3 separate regions of the Mus musculus genome follow, and regions 2 and 3 are each linked to region 1. A link is a contact called in public Hi-C data. All regions are on one chromosome and are shown on one strand. Each heading gives the region's core, a stretch centred on a gene start, on an enhancer-like site or on the middle of the called end of the contact. The rest is flanking DNA. Distances are from core to core; before and after follow the strand shown. Region 1 holds the start of Mab21l1 (mab-21-like 1). Region 2 overlaps Nbea (neurobeachin). Region 3 overlaps Nbea (neurobeachin).

What was found. A called contact is a pair of places that touch in the nucleus more often than the background predicts.
Region 2: a contact with region 1 is called in a Hi-C map of rod photoreceptor, with 2.1 times the contacts expected there. The contact joins the enhancer-like site here to the promoter of Mab21l1 in region 1. A contact is called at or near these places in 6 of 39 promoter capture datasets (3T3-L1-derived adipocytes, the HPC-7 cell line, the SN4741 cell line and 3 more), 1 of 15 datasets of contacts at CTCF or cohesin (the NIH/3T3 cell line), 6 of 484 Hi-C or Micro-C datasets (cerebellar granule neurons, cerebral cortex, forebrain and 3 more), 2 of 115 datasets of contacts at active chromatin or transcription factors (embryonic midbrain and embryonic stem cells) and 3 of 9 other capture datasets (adipose tissue, liver and pancreatic islet).
Region 3: a Hi-C map of bone marrow-derived macrophages shows a contact between it and region 1, with 2.4 times the contacts expected there. The contact joins the enhancer-like site here to the promoter of Mab21l1 in region 1. A contact is called at or near these places in 4 of 39 promoter capture datasets (frontonasal cranial neural crest, macrophages, maxillary cranial neural crest and 1 more), 1 of 15 datasets of contacts at CTCF or cohesin (the NIH/3T3 cell line), 10 of 484 Hi-C or Micro-C datasets (LSK cells, the N1E-115 cell line, bone marrow-derived macrophages and 7 more), 2 of 115 datasets of contacts at active chromatin or transcription factors (embryonic stem cells and neural tube) and 3 of 9 other capture datasets (adipose tissue, liver and pancreatic islet).

What each region holds. Positions count from the first base shown.
Region 1 is chr3:55,780,081-55,784,201 of GRCm38.p6, reverse strand. It overlaps Mab21l1 (mab-21-like 1), which reads right to left and starts at 1,692. Exons shown (of 1, transcript NM_010750.3): 1 at 1-1,692. The coding sequence starts at 1,208. The coding sequence ends at 129. The region is part of intron 41 of Nbea (neurobeachin); the gene reads left to right.
Region 2 is chr3:55,739,657-55,743,777 of GRCm38.p6, reverse strand. The region is part of intron 41 of Nbea (neurobeachin); the gene reads left to right. Among named protein-coding and RNA genes, the nearest start is that of Gm46804, 34 kb to the right of the region's middle. Within about 2 kb of position 2,062, at least 22 of the 459 cell types and tissues checked have an H3K27ac peak or open chromatin away from gene starts, as enhancers often do. A contact at or near this core is called in forebrain and rod photoreceptor, where this site is marked.
Region 3 is chr3:55,827,381-55,831,501 of GRCm38.p6, reverse strand. The region is part of intron 38 of Nbea (neurobeachin); the gene reads left to right. Among named protein-coding and RNA genes, the nearest start is that of Mab21l1, 47 kb to the right of the region's middle. Within about 2 kb of position 2,436, at least 36 of the 459 cell types and tissues checked have an H3K27ac peak or open chromatin away from gene starts, as enhancers often do. A contact at or near this core is called in the N1E-115 cell line, bone marrow-derived macrophages, hematopoietic stem and progenitor cells and 4 more, where this site is marked.

The DNA.
Region 1 (4,121 bases), core at 443-2,942:
CCTTTTAAAGGAAGAGATTGTTTGCACTGTCTCGAGAAATAGTACATAGGAATCAACCAGGAAGTTTTCATTTCGTCGGGACTTTGAGAAGAATGCTCATTCTTGTCAGCCCTGGATTAGATCATCCTCTAAAGTTTTTCCAAACTTTTTGGGTTGGTCAGGATCTCTCTTGCCAGTCGCCACGTTTGTTTAGCAGCGTTTTCCAAGGCCGAGTGGGGTTTGCCTTGAAACAGATCTAAGTTCGGTAAGAAGTAATGGGGACACCGCCGGCACTGCAGGCATGAGATGAGCTGCAGAAGAATTCCGTTCAGCCGATCGCCCAGGCAAGATTCGTCCCAGTCCGACTCTCGAGGATGCTTCTCGCACTCGTAGGACACCAGAGTCTTCATGTGGTAGTTGTTCAGGGGCTGGCCTGGCAACTCCAGGTGGCGATCACGCAGGGTTTTCAGGATAGAGAGGCATTTCTTCCTGCAGCCCCCCATCTGCAGTCTGTTCTCGGCCTCTGCAAACTGCAGCACCCAAGCATCGCTCTCAGCCGAACTCTGCTTGCCGGCCAGGGAGTGGCACTCCTTGGACAACAAATTGAACCCTTCAGCCTTAACCTCTGCCACCCGGTTGGGTCCTGGCCAGGGGATGTGGGGAAGCGGCCAGTGGGCAGCACTCCGCGGCCAAATCCCGGTGCATTTAAAGGCCGGGGTGATCTGCACCACATACCTATCTCGGATTCTCAGTTTCACTTCGCTCGTGTCAGCCACCATCTTTACTACATCTCTGTAGCTACACTTGTCCACCGCCTGAGCCACCAGTGTCTGAAACCTGGAACGGATTTTGCGTGCCGAGAGGTAGCCAGAGGCGGTGATGAATTCCACCCAGAGGGACATGCTCCTCTTGCGCCCATCGCTCAGTTTCAGCACCGCACAGCCAGGCAGGGAGCCGTCGTCCACGAAGTTAAACACCCCCATCTGGTTCAGATAGAGTACCACCTCGAACTCGGTGGGAGAGATAACCTCCAGGCCCTCGTAGCGGTTGTCCATCTCATTGAGGGAGCTGATGAAACGCGGTTCCTGCACTTCAACCTCCTTCAGGACGTCGGAGACCACTTTGCAGACTTCCCGGATGGTTTTGGCGATGGCAGCTTTCCTGGCCTGGCATTTCTCGTTGTAGTACTTATTCAGGTGGTAGACCAGCTTGGCCTGGGCCGCGATCATGTTGGGGCAGAGATCCGGATTGTACACCGGAGTCTCGCAATAGGCTGTGGGATCCAATGCGGCTGCTAGCGCTGGAGCCAACTTCGGTGGAGAAAGGGGACCACGCTCAAAAGGCACCGAGCCTCTCTCGGACTAGCTGCAGCAGGGGGCCGCCCTGCCCTGCTGGCCTTTTTTCCCCCGCTCGAGACTAGCGGGTCTTAAAGTGAAAGGCTGAGCTCTCCCCTTTTCTCCCCTCCGCTAAAGAATCCGTGTCAGAGAGAGACGCGTGGAGAGAGCACCTTCTCGGTAATAAAAACAAAAGTTATGCTGAGACCCAGCAAAGCTCTTCCAGTAGTCAAAATAATCACCCCTTTCCGTATTTATTTACGTTTTCCCGTAATCATGGTGTGTGCAGGACTGTTAATCAGGTAGAGGAAAAGTGTGCAGAGTGTGCGTCGGGGGTGAGTGTGTGTCTGTCAGAAGAAGCTGCTGTTGGTTTGTGTAAGAGCCCAGATGCACTCGTGTGGAAATTATAAAGGCAGGGCCAGGCAGGCGGGCGGCCAATCGCCACTGGGCTCGTCACGACAGCCTCCTCCAGCTTCAGCCCGGCTAATTAATCCCCCCTCGTGGATAGAAGCATAGAAACCAAAGGTAGGAAACTGCTGCCGGCAGAAACCCACCCAGGCCACCTAGACAGGTTGAAAAGCAAGATGAAATCTCCCAGCTTTGGTATAACTTGAAGCATATTGACATTTGGAAAAGACTTGGTGAAGACAAGTGGTTCTCTTTGCTGAAAAGCCCACTTGTCTGTTCACCTCTGATGAGCTATCCAGTTGTACTAATGGTCATCCACCAATTAGCGAAGTCAAAGGGGCTTCTAGAACAAAGTCACTAACTTGCATTTAGAGTAAGGTAATTAATGCCCGTTAATCCCTGGGGTCTTTTTAGTGCAAGTTAGAACTTTGCTTACTGACTGACTGCTGGCTTCAGCTGGGGGAGTTCTTTAGTCTTCACTCGTGTTCGTGTTCGCAGTCAGAATGTTTCCAAACCTTAGGCAGAGTCTCTTCTCTTTTTAACCTAGGTTTTCCCCATTTGCATTTGCTGAGAGGAATTTAAGAAGTATTGCTCAACGGAGTCGATGATATCTACCCAACTAAAAATGGAGCCTTTTAATTAAAACAAGTTCACCTGTTTGCAGTTTCCCTTGTCTGTAGCTAGATTGGCCAGTGCTGAAATACCAGACAGCAGATAGGGCTGTATGCTGTAGTGGAAACACTTCCTGAAGGTGTTTTCTGAGATTTAGAGAAAGCTTGAGTGCCATCTCATAGTGAGCTGTCTTGTAGAGAAGGATCTAGAGAATTCACAGAGATGAGCTTGCTTGGCACTGGAAGGTGTGGCCATTACAGTTTGTTTGCCCCTGCAGGCTTAAAGATGGATCTTCCACCTCAGAAACCCTCAGTGGTGACCAACAGTAGGTTCCTAATCTTATGGGATGTAATAATTTGATTATGAGAAAATGGCTAATGGCTTCCAAAAAAAATAATTTGTAACCATTCAGGTTAGGGATTTTTATTATTTATTTAAGTTTCATCTTGGAAATTTCAAAGAAATGAGCTTTTCTTTTTGGAACCTGAGGAGCTTTTGGATTTTGGAACCCTAGGGAGGGTTTTATAGGTCGCTCTTCCTTCCAGTACCATGACCAGTTGAGTCCTCAGTGCACATGAACTAAAGATAGGGTAGTTAGGGCTTATGTCGTAGTTTTCAGTTCTCTGCCTTTAGTACAAAGTTCTGTTAATTTCAAATTAAGAGAATTTTCAGTGCCCGGGTATGGTAGCACCTGTGTACGCACTGTTAATGGGCTACTGCTGAAGACTCCCACCTTTTAAGCATCACAGGGCCAGCTCTAATTTCGTTTCTTGTTACCCAAGAGTGATAGATTCCGAATTAGATTAAAATAGTACATCACATTTGGCGCTTAGATGGCCTCCTACTCCATTCCCCAAGACCATTCCCTTGGGAGAGGGAACTGGGGACCTGCAAAGCCCCTCCCCAGTTTGCAGGCATCGCGGGTGAATGCGCAGCTACCTTTTGGCAGCTGAAGAGGGGCTGGAAGAGGCAACCCAGAGCGCCAGATCAACAAGAAAGAGCTGTGCGGCAGGCAGGGAGCAGCCGCTGGGGACGCGTAGTTCCCCAGGATGGGGTGCGACGGGCAAGCGCTCTCCCCACAACCCTTGCGTATACCCTACCCCACCCAGCTGTCTTCCTTGGCTCATCTGCTCTCAGGCTAATTGTAAAGCTTTCTGGGTGTCTGGATGACCCCCACTCACATCCATCGCTGCAAAACACTCTCGGTGCCCTTCGCTCTCATCGCCTGCCCGCCCTCGAATGGCCCCAGCCAAGCGTGTGCTGTACTCAGAACACCCAGGAATACTTGGCCCTCACCTTCCCGGGTGAGCGCGCGCCCCGTGCCTCACCCCGGACTATGGGACTCGATGTAGCTTCGACGCCGAGGCCTTGGTTCCCTCAGTCCAACAGAAGGACTCAGGATCCCACGGCCGCCGACTGCAGCCAGGCGCAGGTGGCGCATCTTTCTGGGCTCGCTGTGCGGCTTAATTGGGTTAAGGCGAAGCTAAACACCGAAGCATTCTGCGCAAACTAATTGATGCAACTGAGGCCTTTTCCGAACGATTTTCGCTTGGAGCAAGAGGACTAAGAAACTAGAGTGTTGCGGGCCAGGCTGGCCAGCGTCCTGAAGCACCCTCCACGCCCGGAGCCGACAGTGATTTACATAAAACCGGACACTGGGCGGCTGCTGTCCCTGTGGGTTGACTGGGAGGCTTAGAATAAAGCTAGATTGTCTCTCTAGCTGCTGCTACCCAGATCGTCCGCTACCCGCTACCCGTAGTCCGAGAAATGAATTGTGCCTGTAGCTGA
Region 2 (4,121 bases), core at 813-3,312, 41 kb after region 1:
ATTTCAAGAGTGTCACTAACTAATGCTTGGTTTAGTGTGGGCTTTTGAAATGCAGTGAAAATGTGAGTTGGCAACTATTTTTCATAATCAGAATAAAAAGGTCTCCACAACATAGATATGCTTAGAGCATTGTATTTGACACTTTGGGATTTGATGACAGCACCAGAAGTTACCCTATGGAAATGGTTTTGTCAGCAAAAACGCTAAATTGTATGTGACACACCTTATTCCATTTGTTTGTACGAGAGCACACACAAGTTATGGCCAGCTTTGGACATGTGACCATAGTAGAGCTGTACAATGTCCACAGGATGCTGAGATAGAAAGTTGTCTAGTTGAAATGAGGTCTTCATCCAGTCCCTGGTAAAGGTGGTCCAGCTTGTGGTGTCCTTGTTCATAATGACACTTTTCCCCAACAGCACCAAAGCAAGGCATTTCTCACAGTCTTGTGTAAATTCTAGTTTTATCTCATTACTCTCTTCATCTGTGAGGATAAAATCAGCCTTGAAAGCTTTGTTTTGAAGACATGCAATTTGAGTGTCAATAAACTGAACTGAAAATAGAGTTGACTTTCTGAGGTGATGTGTCTGGTGCATTGGAGGAGACCAGGATGGTTTGAAATTCCTTTTTTTCTGTGCCCACATTCTCCATGTGATAATTTATTTCTTTTTCTATGGTACGGCTTTTTCTTTTGCATTATTATAAAGTAACATTCATTGGGCCTGTTAGTGGACGCTTTTAATTACTGTGCAAAACTGAGGGTAATCGAAACAAAAGCATTGTTTTCAATCCTAGTTTTTTTTCCTCAAGTCCATCCTGTCAAGCTGAAAGCATGAAAGTTATTTTCTGGTGATGTGATTAGATTGGGGCTGAACTCTCCAGCTGGCAGGCCTGTCTATGACTGGCGGCAGCCTGTCCCCAGTGCTTGTCATTTCCTGACATGCCTGACAGGATGGGGACAGCCGCCCCAGATAGGTTCATTAGATGGTGTTTTCTACAGCTGGGCAAATAAATAAATAAATAAATAAATACCCTGTGCTTTGTCAGGACCCAAGCTATAGAACCTTTCTTGTTGGTGTAAACCAGGGCTTGTTTTGACAAATTTAGATTTTCTGACACATCCTTGTTTCTTTCCCCCTTGGCCTGCACTGTGCTTTCTGCCTTGTTGAAGCTTCACAATCCTCACACACCTTCCCAGGAGAAAACGACCTACAGTTATGGAGGGTCTACCACACGAAAAATAGTGTACCACACCATAAAATAGCAGTGGCTGGTCAATTTCCATGGTGACTCCACAGGGGGAAGAGAAGAGTCTTAGTAGTGCAGTAAGCCAATTATAGGAAAGCTTAGAGTTTCCACAGAGCCAGCAACAGTCTACAGACATGAGAATGTCCGATCACTACTAGCCATATACACCGCAGAGCACAACCTTCTTTAGAACTGCCAGGCACTTGAGCTGTCTTCAGCGCTAGGCTAGGAGGAAGCTGACAGTGTTCTTCCTGGGCTGATAGGTTTTTGTGTGAGAAGAGAAATTAGCAAGGATTATAGAACACCTACCTGGTCATTAAAACCAGAAATAAATTCCAAGTCCAAATTTGGAAATCTATTTCTGTGTCAGGGGTGGGACCCATTACTGTTCATTAGATTTGACCAAATCCAGCATGATTTTAAAACATAGGAGTATGACAGTAATGGTTTACTATCTTCACCACACACTTATCCATTTTAAATGGCAGATTTGGAAAAGAAAAGGATTGTTCTCTGTAGGTCATACCTGTAACTAAAAAGTAGGTATTGGCACTTTCTAGTCTTGTCAGCCACACTCTGTCCCTTGGCCTGCAGGGACAATGAGGATGATTCTCAGTAAGCTGCAAACACTTGACCACAGCTCCTGCATCCCAGCGCCAGCATCGGCTGTCTTTGTCTTCACGTCATGCACAAACACAGAGTGCAATAATGTCGCTGGTGTAATAAACAGGATCCAAGAAACACAGGAAGCCCAGCCCTTACCTTTCTTTTGTGTTGCTTCTCCACTGCTCTTCTCCCGTCTCTATGACAACTGTGTAAATTGGGATGGGCAACTGTCATCTGGAGTATTACTGAGAGAAAAGTGTTAGTGAGCACACAGCTCCCATAGATGGAGCATTTCAATATAATCCAATTTTAATTGAGCTCCAGAGACTTTGATGTGCTGCAGAAGGTTGGGCAAGAGCTATTCCAGGGAGAAATTAAAGCAGCCTGGCCAGGCTCCCCGCTCCAGACTGTCACCATCTTAAGCCGGCATTAGCATCAGACCTAACCTGCCCCTATGGAACGTCTGACTTCTCTTTTCAGAGTCTCCCGATGTGTTTTGCCATATGTAAAGCAGAGTGCTTTCATCTTTTTATATATGTTTTTACACCCATTCGATTAGACTTGAATGGCTTGTAGCATACCCGAGACTCCTCTCCCGCTGTCTATTGGACTTCAGTTCAGGGGAAAAGTTGGGGGGGATGGGATTGGGGGAGAGCAGAGCAGGGATTAGGGTGAAATTGTCAGCTATCACATATTAAACTTTCTTTTTAATATTGCTGCGTGAGAGCCAATCTTGAAGGTAAAAAGTTGAAGGAAGTATAATTTTTCTTTAGCATCGATTTACTGTTGTGGTACCGTTCAGTGCCTAGATACTTGGGCATTTATCAAAGCAAACAAAGGTTCTTATTTCACAGTGCATTAAAGTTATCTTTTTCTTACCTGGTGAAGGGGCTCACAAAGAGAGCCAGCTATAAATTCTCACATAGGCCTATCAGTCCCTAATCCAGAGACTAGGAATTCTTTTTTTTTTTTAAATCGGGAGGAAAATTGGTACATTTCATGTATATTCTGTGAATTCTAAAATATTTTAAATATATTTTGTTCAGAATTCCTAAAAGTGACATAAGATCACACTATGAACTAAATTTAAAAAGCATGAAGCAGAATGCTGTGCAAAGAGCTGTAGGAAGTGTTACTTAGTGACAACATCCCCAGCCTGTCATCTTCATTACCAAGTTAGAGAAGTCATCGTAAAGTGGTGAGGAATGAGGTAGGATGATGACATTCATTTAAGCCGGGCATCCCAGCTCAGGCCACACCCACAGGGCCTGGTAAGAACTGAGGGGTGCCAAGAACTGCAGGCTAGTGTGAGCTTCCAAACTCACCCTAAGTGGGCCTCCTCTGTAACTTTTCTTCTTATAAGTAAACAGGCACTTACTCAGTTTGGTTTTTTGTTTATTTGTTTGTTTTTTGGTTTTGGGGTTTTTTTTTGTAACTTTGTATTCCTTTTCTCTTAAAAAAAATACCTTAGACTTCATAGCATAAGGTAATTACATGCATTCTCACTCCCAGGGGTGACTGCCAGCCTACATGATGCTGTGGTAAACAAAACTACCCTGAGTACTCCATCAGGTACTAAGTTAACCTATCAGGGGAAGATACAAACCCACATGACACACCAAGATCGGAAACTTGTGGGTCACAGCACTTGCCTGTGTATCCTAGCTTTGGATAGATCACGCCAGTGTTTCTTGTGTGTAGTATCATTCACACTCCCCAGCCATGAAGGACACAGTTGTTTTCTGCACAGCAAGCTCAGTGTGTGTAAGCCTGTGGAGCGTTGTGATTCAGTAAAGGAGTTGTAAATCAGTGGTGGTCGTCCTGTGAAGATGGGGCAGAGTATACTTTACCCAGGTAGGAGGGATCTGTCCTGTAGTGCCTTCCCGTGGGTTCTCCTTTCAGGCCACCTTTTACTTGCCAATTGACCATAAGTAATTTATAAATCGTCTAATAATCATGTACACACACACTTCTGTGCATTAGAAGTCACTATATTAATATATCATGTAATACAGTAAAATGGACACTTTTATACATATACATGTATCATTCTTTTTCATACCAACTTTGATATTTCTCGACGGAATGCCCATCTAAATTATAGCAGCATCATTTCAGAGCTTGAGCATCATTTAAAATGTACCCGTCTACCCAATGAGAATCATTCTGCTCTGACATAAAGGAATGTCAATGATTTTTTTTAGTACAAAATTCTGACACAACCATACTGAAATATGATTAGTTAAATGTATTAACACGTGTACGTA
Region 3 (4,121 bases), core at 1,187-3,686, 47 kb before region 1:
CATTTTATTTCTGTGCCAGTATTTAAAAATATATTGAGTATTTTATGATTGTTGATAGATGTGGCTGAACTAAGCTTACAGCAGATCAATGTTTTAAAAATTGAAACAGTATAGGTTTGTATTGATTAATGTGGCTAAATCAAAATGGGAGGTTTTGTAACAGCTTTCTTAGACGGGCTGCTCCCCAGTAATGGCAGCCTATCCATTTTAGCTTTCCACTGATAAATCAGCTTGAAAATTGGATGTCAAAATTTTTTTCACCGAAGTAGTGATTTTTTTCTTGCCCTTTAACCTTTTCTGATATATTAGATTAGTTTATAAGACTAAACTCTATCTCAGAGAAAGCAGTTGTCAAATTGACAATTTGATGGATTTTTAGATGATTTTAACATCTGTTTTCATCCACATGTGTGTATGTGTGTATATATGTATATACATTAACACCTGTATATAACTATATATTTTCTAATGCCCTGGCTAAAGATAGATTTTTATATTGAAAAATTAAAATGTATATTTCCAAATATTCAGCATGCTGTTTGTAGATCTTAGTCACTAGAGAAGATAATAGTCCTGACTGAACAGTTGCTCCCTGCTTCTGCACTGCTCTCCATTGTGTTCTGTGTGGACAGGTTTTCACATGAATTGTCATTTCTTAAAAACAAACAAACAAACAATAGTCCTTAGTTGGTCTATGACCATTTTCATACCTTACTATACACTCAAGAGAAACCTGGCATGCTTTATTACCATACAAACAATAAGCATAAGCCAATGGCACTCTCTTATGTATCAGGAACAAGTAGTTAAGATTTAAAATAACACTGAAAAATATGACTAACATCACGAAAAAAGAAGCTTAATTTGTATTTAATGGGTAGATTTAGGGGATGGCTGACATAGTAGAATCTGTGTTAGCCTGGAAAAGGTATTGATTGGGAAGTTTCTGTTGTATAATTACTTTTTTTGCCAGGAAAAAAAATTCATGGTGTATTGATCTAGATGGGGGCCTCTGTGCAGCAGCTTCCCTTGGCTAGCAGTGAGTGTCATCTTTCAGCCATGATAAATGGTAACACACTGGCCCCACATAATTACCTTGTGCTGAAATGAACCTCCTATCCCCTTCCCAGCACAGCGATATAACAGCCGGCTTCATCTGAAAGCCGTAATTTACTGGACTAATCATCCTCTTAATACGGGACAATCCGTCTCTCCTAGAGTATGACCTGTGTTGGCTAACTGAAACAGAAACATCTTTTAAAGTAATGAGTGAGTTAAAAGACTGCACAGTGTGCTGCAGTTTTACCACTTCTCAGTTGTTTCTTATCTATGCTGTTCCTGCCTATTCACTCCTGGTCACTGGGGATTCTGTACAGGAGATGTAGACATGGTCAAATGCTTGGTTTGCAGTGGGCGGTGATTTATGAAAATTAGCCTATTAAGTTTACAAAATGACTAAATTTTGTAAATATTAAATATTTATTTAGGTGACACTTGTTTTGAGGAAACTGCCACTTAAAATTCTTGCATATAAAATTTTAAGTCTTAAGCAGCATTTCTGTTTTATAAATTCTTTCTCTTTGACACTTACTTCCATCAAGCAGTGAATAAGCCCCTGGGAATGTAAAGATCACACTGTCCCTAGCCGTTCGAAAGACTAAGATGGTTTCTATTGCTCGTCACTCTTATGACAAAGATGCTGAGTGTGTTACCAAAGACCTGTCCTTCATGCCCCTGCCTTAATACTGTCCCCCCACCCCGTAATGACTTTGATTTAAATAATGCTATTTAAAGGGTGTCAGGCAGTCATTTTAGATCATTGTAAGACCCTGGTGAAGCATTGGATCAAGGTCATTTTCAGAGATTGTACTTAGTTAAATAAATGTACAAGTTTTCACGAAGGGTCCAGCTTTTCAGTGTGCTGTTACAAGCTCCCTCGGAGCCTCTGGGAATACCACATAAAGCATAGCTGCCTCTGCCTTGAAGGCACTGTATTTTATATTTTCCTTCTCTTTGATAATTTTCTCCTCATAATTCTGTTTATTCTCACAACTGAGCACAAAAGTTTTGATTATAAATCAGATCCATCACTTTTGACAGTTGGTGGAAACCCTATATAGAGATAGGAACATTTAGGATCATTTAGGGTCATTTTTTGCTACATTTTATTAAAAATCACTACTTAAAAAAAAAAAAAAGACCGAACAGTTGGAGGATGGACCAGGAGGGGAATAAAATATTGAGTGTAAATAAATAAATAAACAAAACAAATAACAACAACAATGACTGAAAAGTTCCCCCGTGGCTGTAGCCCAGGTTGATAGTTTCGTCCTACCATCATCACAGCTGGCTTCTTGCTGTTCACGGCTAACAAGTGAGATGCATGCAGATGAAAGACACCCTGATCGTGTGTAGTCATTTCCTGTCACGTTACCAGCCTTAAATTACTTCCATGGCCTAGCACTGCTTATCAAGAAAGCCCAGACCCAACTTCTGCATTGAACTGTGCTGTGCTCCAGGAAAATGATACTTCCTTAAAGCCGCCTCGAGAGGGTAGCTCATCACCACACTGTCATTTTCTAAAGTGACTATTATGTTTGCTCCCTGAGGAAATACTGTCTCTGATCAAGTCATTTATCACTTAAATTCTAGAATGCGTGTGCTAAAGTAAACATGTCTCTTTATTTTAATTGTTAACATATTTTTAAATGAAACAAAAAGTTAGGCTAAAATGCCTCAGGTCAAAGTCTCATTGAGCTGGGGTTTTCTTAAATATTTATTTGAGCAAAATGGGAAGGGAAGCTGCACTGAAAGCTTCAGAGGTCAGGGAGCTATAGTGAGTTTGATAGAAAGCAGCTTTTCTCCTTCCGTTTCTAAATGGTCCCTGCTTTGATTATAAGCATTTATTATAATTATCAAGAGATTAGGCCGTTGTTATAGAATCCTAGTAATGGGACCATTTAGAAGGAATATAATGGCAGTTTATTGGATTCTGCAAAGGAAAAGAGTGCACAGATAGAGTGGTCTGTTTTGTGCATGGCTCCACTCCTGGCTGAGGATACTGATTTTATTATTTCATCTCTGTCCTTTCGCTGTGGTAGGTTTTGGTGGCTTGGGGGTGGGGGGTGATCATGTTCTCTAATATGTGACCTGACCTTTGGCCTTTGTATGCTTTTTATCTTGTGTAAACCACACATATGTGTATGTGTTGACTTTTCACTGTTAATATCTTTGCTATAAAAATCAGTACAGTTGATGCCCAGTTAGTTCTGCATAAATGAAAAATGTGGACCTAACATTTTTTTAATATTCCAATTCATTTAGAGACACCCACATGGAAGATATAAGATGGGGGTTGCTGAATTCAGTGGATTAGAGTTCCCTAAATCTGTAACTAGCAGAATTTCAGTATGTGCAGAAGTACAAGAGAACAGTTAGAGAATTGATATCTGTAGAGAGAAGGGACCATGCTGTCTGTCAGAAATGCCTGTGCTAGGAAGAGGCTCGAGTTCAGAAAAGGCCGTTCTCATGCAGTGAGATACTAGGGAAGCTATGCTAGTGATCTTGGATGTCCTGAAAATAAATGATCACTGGCCATCATCCTTGCCTAGCATCCTGTGAAAAATAAGCCTTCTGAAGGTTTTTGGTTCATTATTTTATTTTGTTTTGTTTTTGTTGTTTTGTATTGTTTGTTTGTTTGAAAATTACCTTGTTTTTATCAAAGTCATAAAGAAAATTACTTTTATTTAAATGTTTATATTTTCTGCTGGGATTTTGTGGGGATAGCCTTCCCCCTCTGCCTTCCTCCCTCTCTCTCCCTCCCTTACCCCTCCCCCATCAGCAGTGTCACACTCTGTAGTACAGGCTTTGAACTTTAAATCTCCTGCCTGAACCTCCTGAATAGCTGGACTCACAGGCCTGCCCTGCTACTCCTAGCCTAAATAATATTTTTTGAAGCATTTCAAATCTGCATTATCTCTACTTTTTCTGAATCATATTATCAACATACATAGTGTTATTTGGTTGCTGTTATCGCTAAACAAGTGTGTAAAGTTAGCAGGGGTAGTGGTTCCTTAAACTTTGCTGAAAGTTCTTAAACCACTAAGCATGTACCAGAGGCT